Linked DNA regions of Mus musculus: region 2 is linked to region 1. A link is a contact called in public Hi-C data. All regions are on one chromosome and are shown on one strand. Each heading gives the region's core, a stretch centred on a gene start, on an enhancer-like site or on the middle of the called end of the contact. The rest is flanking DNA. Distances are from core to core; before and after follow the strand shown.

Region 1 (4,313 bases), core at 8-2,507:
CAAAAGATAACATTTTGACTGAGTTTATCTACTCAAAACATCTGTGATAACTTAGTCACAAGAATTATGGTTTTTAACTCTCAATGAATCTGTAGAGCTATTGACAGATAATGGATGTTAGCTAGATAACTAGTCTTAGTGGGAAAATATGTAAATGTCTCCATTGTAAGTTACTTATTCCATTTAAGGTTTGAATTGAGTGTAAATTTTTGTTTGAAAAATTATGCTTAGAAAATTCCTAGAAAAGGTACAAAAAACTAAAAAAGCTTATATTGCATGGCATTATTATGTCAGAACAGGAAGAGAGTGCAACATTAGGAAGAGGAAGGACAAGAACAATAGAATAAAATAACATAGAAATGAAAAGAGAATTTAGAAATTAAGAGAGCACTAGGCAAAATGCAGAGAGAATGAGGGACAAAGAAGCTATAGAGAAAGCAGGAAAAGCAGGCAGGCTTCTCCTTGCCATGGATGGAACAGGTCTTTTCTTAACAGCAAGGTAGGCTTCTTAGTCTTACTAAAGAGGACAAAGTTTTTTTCTTACAGACTTGACATTAATTCATTTAGCTATAAAAGGGTAGAAGTGTTTTCTTTCTCTGTGCAATAAAGATTTTTCATCCAGAATGAATGTGTTCTTTCTGCACTGGCACTTGGTCTTTTGCTCTATCATAGGCATATGTAACAATGGATATGTGCATGTAAGTATGAAATTATGAGATAAATATGTAGCTAAGCCCAAATGAAATGCATGAAGATGTATGAATATGTGGGCATGAATTGTATATAAATATATGTGAATTTATTCATATTTGCCTGTGTAAAAGTTTTTTTTTCTTCTCCAGGTTCAATAAACGTTTATTGCTCCAAATCTTCCTCCCATCTGACAAGGGAGAGGTAAGGCTACTGGGCAAGAGAGAAAAAAGGTCTAGCAATTAATCCTTTACTTAACGTTTTATGATGAGGTGCTAAATGCTAGAGACTCTGCAGTTTCTGCCTCAGTGGAGCTCAAAGAGGCAGGCCAACTACCACTGCAAAGTAACATAGAATCAAGATAAGTAAATGTTATTATAATAAAAAAGAACCCTAATTTTTCAAAAGGCTGAGTCTTGCCCCCACCAACATTCCTTCCCCTAACCTACTGTCAAGAGAGAACCAGAGCTTTGAAGCTTGTCTCTGGCAGAGAGATGCATGGCAAAGACTTATGCTGGTGTCCTGGCTGGTTCTGGTCACTCCCAGTGACTCATCCTGATTCAGCAGAGACCTGGCTGTTGCTACTGGATCATGCCACCACTGCTGATTCATGTGTGGTATCCTGACACTACTGAACTGGACTGCTGGCATCCTGAGAACAGAGATTGGAATCTCCCCCCAAAGAATTACTTCTAAGCAGGTTCACATTCCCTTGTCCTATTTATCATCTTTTCTCTCCGACTTTTGGATGATAGGCTAGAGGAAAGAAAGGTTGAAAACCCTTGTTAAAGTAAATTTTGCAAAAATCTAAGCCTACAAGTTTGTAACTATGTTTAAGCATAAATAGACCTATATTCATGAAAGAGTTTGTTCAAAAATAAGCTATACATGTAGTCATGTACTTATAGAACTCTCAAACCATCCACTAACTATAAAGAAACATTATTCAAGATACAAATCACTATAGGAATCTTAATTAGAGACATAAGCATTTCTGTCAAGAAATGATCATTCATCAACAGCCACAGTCAAAACTGCTACACTATTGTCATTTGTATTTCTGTGAAATATAATATTGCCTTTTACATGAAATGATTATGATTTATGTAACCATTATTGTCTTGCCAGTGTTTTATCTTTTTGAAGAGTGAACAATAAAGATTGTTTTAAGCTTCAAATCAATCCCTTCTTTGTCTCAATCCACACTAAATATCTTTTTCAAGCCTTTGTTCATTTCCTGATGCCTTGCAGTGGCAAGGCTCCATTTTATATGGTAATTGCATCATGGAGGTTACGTATTTCCATGAATGATAGCGTTAGTAAAACACATCATTAAAATAAAGGTAGATTTCATTAGAAAACCTAACAGAGGCAATCAGTAAATATGTAGGGAAATATTCTCAAGTTAAACAAGAGTATTCTTTAAATATTTGAATTAAATAATGTTCTTATGTTCTTATTAATGTCAAAACTTGTCAATGTTTTATATGCTAATAAATCTCACAGAAGATTCTCCATAATACAGTTTTATAGAACAAAGTCAACATGAACAATCATCAGTAAGATGTAACATAGCCTTAGAATATTGGTAAGTAAATTTAAACCAAATAGTCTAACAACTTAGAATGAGTGAATCTTCAAAGTTGGCAAAATGGCACTTCAGGTAACCTAAGAAATGGCTTTATTTCAAATGCTGCACTCTCTTTTAAACTTACTCCTTATCTAATATCATAGAACACACTGAAGTGATTTTAGTAATGAGTCAAGAGTCCCTGTGGGCCCAGGTGGTACCTGAAACTAGAATAAAATTTGTATTTATTATTTAAATGAAAAAAACACTCAAATAACTTAAACTTTGAGATATGTTCATAATCCAGGCTGCATTTACTCTTTGAAGTGTATAAATTATACAAGAATATATTTTGTTTTAGAGGGAAGTTTTGATTTATTTTGCTAATTTTTAGGAAAAGGTCTGATAGTTGTCAGTATATATGAAAAAAACTTGTACTATAAAGCACACTTTCCATTAGTGTAAACCACAAAAAAAAAAAAAACCCTCAAAGAGTAAGCTACATATCACTGAAAGATTATTTAAACAAAGAGCTTCAGACAAATAAGTGTGTGGGGTGCTGTTTATATGTACGTGCATATTCTTATATCATGCTAAAAGAAATATATAAGCAAATCACCTAAATTCCCAAGACATGGAGGGAATCAACTAAAAAGAAGAAATACTTATTTTGCCCTGTGTATCAGTTAATGGCCACTTACTTCCCTTGCTATAAATCTGACTTGGTTCACAATTCAATGGTGGTATGTGCATGTGAAGAAAGAGGCCAGTCTTCTCATAAAAGTATTATGACAAGGTAAGCAACAGTCCATCTTCCTGAAACCAGTTTATATTTAGCTAGAATTTGATCTCCTTAATGGAGAATCCCATGGATATTTACCAAACTCTATTCTTGGCACCCTAAGTCAGTCTGTCTTAGTTAACACAGCTATTTTTAAATTATCTGCTCGTGCAAAACCACTCTTCAGGTAATCAGTTATCTTATCATCTTTCAAATTGATTGCTCATATGAAGTTCCTCCCCTCTCTGAAGCTGCTGATCAAGATGCCAGGACATGATTTCTGCTTTCAAACACACTGTGTTCTGAACACACAGACTACACCTCAAACCATGACTAACTGGGTGTAGTCCTAGACTACTATAATAAAGACTTTCAATTGACTAAAAACTGTGTCAGAGTGGTCATCTCTGGTGCGCTACACATAACAGTATGACTGTTACTTCATCATTTATTTTATGGTTAGTGCCTATTAGCTGTCAATATCTCAGAAATCCACAAGATGGCGCTAGATCCCAAATTCTGGAGATAGAAGCTAATGTAAGCCACCTAATATGAATGCTAGGAATCAGACTTGGGTCATCTGTGAAGCAGGAAGTGTTCTTAAATGCTCTGACAGTTTTGCAGCTCCATAAATATGGAATTTTTAAAAACACAGACACATGTACACACAGACCACCACCACCATCACGACCAAAAAAAGAAAAAAAAAAGGTTCTTGTGAGTACAGACAGCCTCCAATCAATACTGGCTTATTTACATCCTCATTATACTTGGGAGAAATAATAAAAGAGTTAATTTCCAAAATGTATGAAATGTATTTTCATGGTTAGGGCATGTGATACACACAGACTCTATTTCAATTGATGGCAAATTGGACTGGATCTTTAAACAGACTTTTTATTTCATGTAAAATATGAAGAGTGTTAATTCCTACCCACCCCACCCCCCAAAAAAGAGTCCAGGGGCCTCTTTGTAGATGAAAGCCACATAGTCTGTGTAGATCAACAGCAGTTTCTCTGCCTCTTGGAAATGAGGAATCTAAAGACACACACGAAGGGAGCAGCATGCAATTCCTTTCCTTGAATATTTGTAACGAAGAAAAGGCAAGAGAGTGAGAAAACACCTGATCCCTTAGATACTAGATCAAGTCTTTGTATGAACTACAAACTTCAGTGCATGTTAGCCACGACAACCTTGCAACATTTCCTAAAACTGCTCCTGTGCTTCTGGTTGTATAGTATGGATATGCAGTGTGGCTTGCCCTGTTTCTCA
Region 2 (4,313 bases), core at 1,534-4,033, 150 kb after region 1:
CACAGCTGGGCTTCTTGAGGTCATTCCAGCGGCACCACAAGCAGCACTCCCAGTGCCAGGTACCTGGTGTAGGCCGCCAGGAGTGCGTCCGACCCACAGTGCCCATACCATGCACTGACCTGGCCCCCTATTATCTAGGTCTTATAAAATATCTCATGACAGGCTCTCTGGGTAGAAGTTTTCATTGCAGCTCATGCCAACCACTGTCTTCCTTTCACATGTTGTTTGGAAATTAAGGCACATGATAGGTTCACTTTTCCCTTCAGCCCCCCGCCCCAGCTTCTAGATTGTTCTCTCATCAATTTATAAAATAATCTTGTCTTTGTGCAGAAACTGGATTCTTATTCTTTCACCAGTTAAAGCCCAAATTCATCAGAATCCATCAGAATGTGATTGTTCAGATTTAGAGTGTTTAAAGAACCAATTAAAGCTAAATGAGGCCATAAGGGTGGGGTCCTAATCCAATATAAGTGTTGTCTTTTTGAAAGAAAGAAACACCAGGGTGGTGTAAGCTTACTGAAATGTGTATGTGAGGATGCAGAGAGGAGATGATGGCTACCTGTAAGCGAAAGAGAAGCCCCTGCGACCAATATTGTGATCCTGGACCTCCAGCATCCAGAACTGTGACAAAATCAGTTGCTATACTTCAAGACACCCAGAGTGTGTTGATTTGTAGTGACAACCCTTGCAAACTAAGCATTCTGCTTTAGTTTAGTGATTCTTATGTCTATGATGACCTTAAATCTATTCAATTCCCACAGTATATTAAAGAGGATGAGTATGGACTGTAGGTATAGATCAATTAGCAGAGTGACTGTCTAACCTGCAGGATGGTCTGTATAAACCGGTGAGGATTGTACATGCCTGTATTTTAAGCACTCAAGTGTTGGAGACAAGAGGATCAGAAGTTCAGGTGTCCACTTAGTGTGTTTAAAGACAGGTTGGGCTCATGGGAACCTGTTTTCAAAATGTGAGCATAAGAGAGTGACTGGTGAGAACATGAAGAGAGACAGAGACAGAGACAAGAGACGGAGATGTTGTGGCACAAACTAAATAATGTGACCATGAGTTTATTTTTGACATTTCTCTATCTATGGTAGTGTCTATGTCCTCTCTCCTTTTATCTGAGTTAGTAAAGACCTGGGTTGCTAGGGCACCCAGTTGTTGTCCACAGAGACTTGAAGAATGTTTTCATATGGAAAGAAATCCATACATGTGCTGTTAGAACTGTTTAATAAGCATGGGGGCAACATTGTGCTTGTGATCATCTCAGTCTTCATGTGTATATATGCTCCTGTAGAGGCCAGGAGCAGATATCTAGTTTCCTTGGTTCTGGAGTTTTAGGGAGTTGTGACCTGTTTGGTGGTACTGGGAAATGAAGTTGGATCGCCTGCAAGAGCAGTAAGTGCTGTTAGCCATTGAGACATCTATGTAGGTAACCATCTTCATGTTTTAAAAGCATAAAAATTATTCTTAAATGTATGAGTGTTTTATCTTTATTTATGTTTGTGCATTATGTTTGTGTCTGGTACCTGCCAAGGCAAGAAGAGGGAACTATAGTTGTAGATGGTGCAAGCCACCATGTGGATTACTGGAATCAAACTTGGGTCCTCTGGAAGAGCATCTAGTGCTATTAATCTCAAAGCCATCCTTCTAGTCCCAACTCCTTCTCAATTTTTTAAAGAGTGAAGAGTCTGGGAGGGTGGTGTCTCAGTGGTTAAGAACTGGTATAGCTCTGCTGTAAAGGAATGGAGTTTTGTTGCCAAAGCCCATGTCAGACTGTTGACAACTGTTTGTAAAGTCAAATCAGAACCAAATCCAAAGAACACATATGCCAGGACAAGAAATGATGCGACTGAACTCACGTTTTCCACAGATCAATGGTGGAAGAATAGTTACACTTTTGTTTCTAAGAACTCTACTTGGGCTGGAGAGACGGCTTAGAATTTAAGAGCACTGGCTGTTCTTCCAGAAATCTAGGTTCAATTACCAGCACCCACATTGTTTCTCACAACTACCTGTAACTTCAGTTCGTAGGGATCCAGTGCTATCTTCTGGGCTTTGAGAACACCAGGCATGCATGTCATATCCACTATGAGAAAAAACACTCATATATAAAAAATAGAATGAAATAAAATGGTTCCAATAGCATCGCATTTGCCTGGGTTCTGGGAATCTTAGGAAATTTTGAATTTCTACCACAAGATTGGTTTCAGCTTTCTCATTCCTCTCAGAGTTTCCATAAGTCTGTAGTGAGAGCCAAGTACTTCAATTCCACCACAGGAACCGAAGAGTTCCGTGTAGGATGGAGATCTCAGCTGGTGGTAAGTTGTGTTCCAGCAACCGAAACTTACTTTTTGAATGGCTGTTAAAAGTGATGGACACTTTCTAAAATCCTATGAAGGGTCAGATAAGAAAGTGGCCCAAGAGCGAAGCAGAACAGGGATGAAGGAGGCAATCGACAGGGAAACGTGACCAACTAGAGGGTGGGCCTCACACGGGCGGGGTGATGTAGGCAAGGGGAAAGATAAAGAACGCGGTGTAGAGGTCTCACAGTACAGCAAAGATCCCAGCCTAGAAGGGGTCTCGATCAAAAGCAGTGAGGAAAGAGGAGATGGTTATAGCCGAGGAGTAACACCCCTACCCCAGAGGAGAGCAAGCGAGGGACCAGAGGACCCGGTATCAAAGGAGAGAGGTGAAGGGCGAAAAGAGACCCAGTCACAGCGGGTAGCGTGTGGACGACATCACAGGCTCGGTGCGTGTGTTGGGAGCAAAGATGATTAACTAGAGAACCACGTAGACTTGGCCACGCGCCAGACTGTGGGGTAGACCGCCGGTCACCGGCCCGTCCTCTATAGCTCGACAGTTCGGGAAACCAAGGGTCGAAAGTGACTCGGAGGGTCTGCAAGTCCCTACTCCCAGCACCCAGGGCAGCACGGATGATGCTCGCACCAGTCCCGCGGCCGGATTCCGGCGCTGCGGTTGTGAGCCTTCTGTCGTGGGGTTGATGAGAGCTAAGAGCAACGGCTCCATAGGCTAGAGCCCGACCGTCACCTTCGATCCACATCCGGCTCTGCGCGACTGCGTGGATTGGCTTAGCCTCCAGGCCCGCACCCCCTCTGCTACGCTGAGGCTGGGCATTGGGCGCCCTGGTGACCAGTTGGCAAGGCTCTTGCTACGGAGTGTCTGACCCCGCCTACGGTTGGAAACGCAGGGAGGACTTTGCTGTTGCCTTGGGAGGAGTGACTGGTCTGGCGGTGTTTTAAATGGCTCAGGCTGGGGAAACCGTGTCTGAGCTGTCTCAGGTCAAAAGGGAGAAGAGGCTTGTGGGCCGAGCTCTAGAGCCTTCAGCCCAGAGCTGATTTATTCAGAGCCCAGCATGGGTTTCCTGACTGCTGTGACTCAAAGCCTGGTGTGGGGAGCGGACAAGATGAGCAAGTGGACAAGCAAGCGGGGGCCAAGCACCTTCACTAAGAGTCGGGGTGCCAAGAAAACAAGCATCTATACTTCTGATAGGCAGTTTGTGCAAATAAAAGAAATGGTTCCAGAATTTGTCGTCCCGGACTTGACGGGCTTCAAGCTCAATCCCTACGTTAATTATCGAGCTCCTGCAGGGATAGACACACCTCTGACAGCCAAAGAGCTCTTCCAGGAAACAGTTGCACCCGCTATCGAAAAAGACTTTTTTTTTTTTTTTTTTTTTTTTTTTTAAACAGGTGGGGTAGCAACACTTTATTAGGCTAGGCCAACCAGGAGGCAGCACTGGAGTGAATGGCCCCATAGCACATTAGGGGCAAAGACCTCCAGGTGTATACTACTTTTCAGCCCTGCCTCAGTGCTGTCCACTCAAGGCTGGGCCATGGATTGTGCAGCATAGGTCTGGAAGCGGGTGTGGGCTCGCTGGTGTGTGAGCAGTCTTAGAGACATTGTGTCCACAGCTGCCTCCAGTCCTGGCTGCTGAGTGATCTCCACTGTGTAGTCATTAGCCAGTTGCAAGGAGGCCAGCATGGAGCGGCACACCTCAAAAGCAGGCTGCCCTGCTACAAGCTCTGAAAAGGGACACCATTCATTGAGCTGGGGGAACCGGGAAGCCAACTGGTCCCCATAGATATGGATATCAAAGGGCATATGCTGCTCCTGCTTCTGGAGCAGGGGCTGGATGGTATCTTCCCAGTCCCTGATGCGTTGGCTCAGCTCTGTCTCCTGGATACACTTCTGGGAGGTGGCAATGAAGAGTTCCACATTTCTTCGAACCAGCTCCTTGTATCTCATGGCCTCTGCATCAAGGTCAGCAGCTGCTTTGGGCATCACCC

What was found. A called contact is a pair of places that touch in the nucleus more often than the background predicts.
Region 2: a contact with region 1 is called in a Hi-C map of adipose-derived mesenchymal stem cells, with 4 times the contacts expected there. The contact joins two enhancer-like sites. A contact is called at or near these places in 1 of 39 promoter capture datasets (embryonic stem cells), 11 of 15 datasets of contacts at CTCF or cohesin (CD8 T cells, the G1E-ER4 cell line, the NIH/3T3 cell line and 6 more), 304 of 484 Hi-C or Micro-C datasets (the 3T3-L1 cell line, 3T3-L1-derived adipocytes, the 63-12 cell line and 148 more), 43 of 115 datasets of contacts at active chromatin or transcription factors (CD8 T cells, the NIH/3T3 cell line, PVALB interneurons and 28 more) and 3 of 9 other capture datasets (embryonic stem cells, embryonic tail and macrophages).

Annotation. Positions count from the first base shown.
Region 1 is chr17:17,763,149-17,767,461 of GRCm38.p6, forward strand. No RefSeq gene overlaps it. Among named protein-coding and RNA genes, the nearest start is that of Vmn2r90, 61 kb to the left of the region's middle. Within about 2 kb of position 1,258, at least 24 of the 459 cell types and tissues checked have an H3K27ac peak or open chromatin away from gene starts, as enhancers often do. A contact at or near this core is called in adipose-derived mesenchymal stem cells, granulosa cells, muscle stem cells and 1 more, where this site is marked.
Region 2 is chr17:17,907,193-17,911,505 of GRCm38.p6, forward strand. It overlaps the pseudogene Gm7531, the pseudogene Gm9481 and the pseudogene Gm7535. Among named protein-coding and RNA genes, the nearest start is that of Fpr2, 22 kb to the left of the region's middle. Within about 2 kb of position 2,784, at least 206 of the 459 cell types and tissues checked have an H3K27ac peak or open chromatin away from gene starts, as enhancers often do. A contact at or near this core is called in adipose-derived mesenchymal stem cells, granulosa cells, muscle stem cells and 1 more, where this site is marked.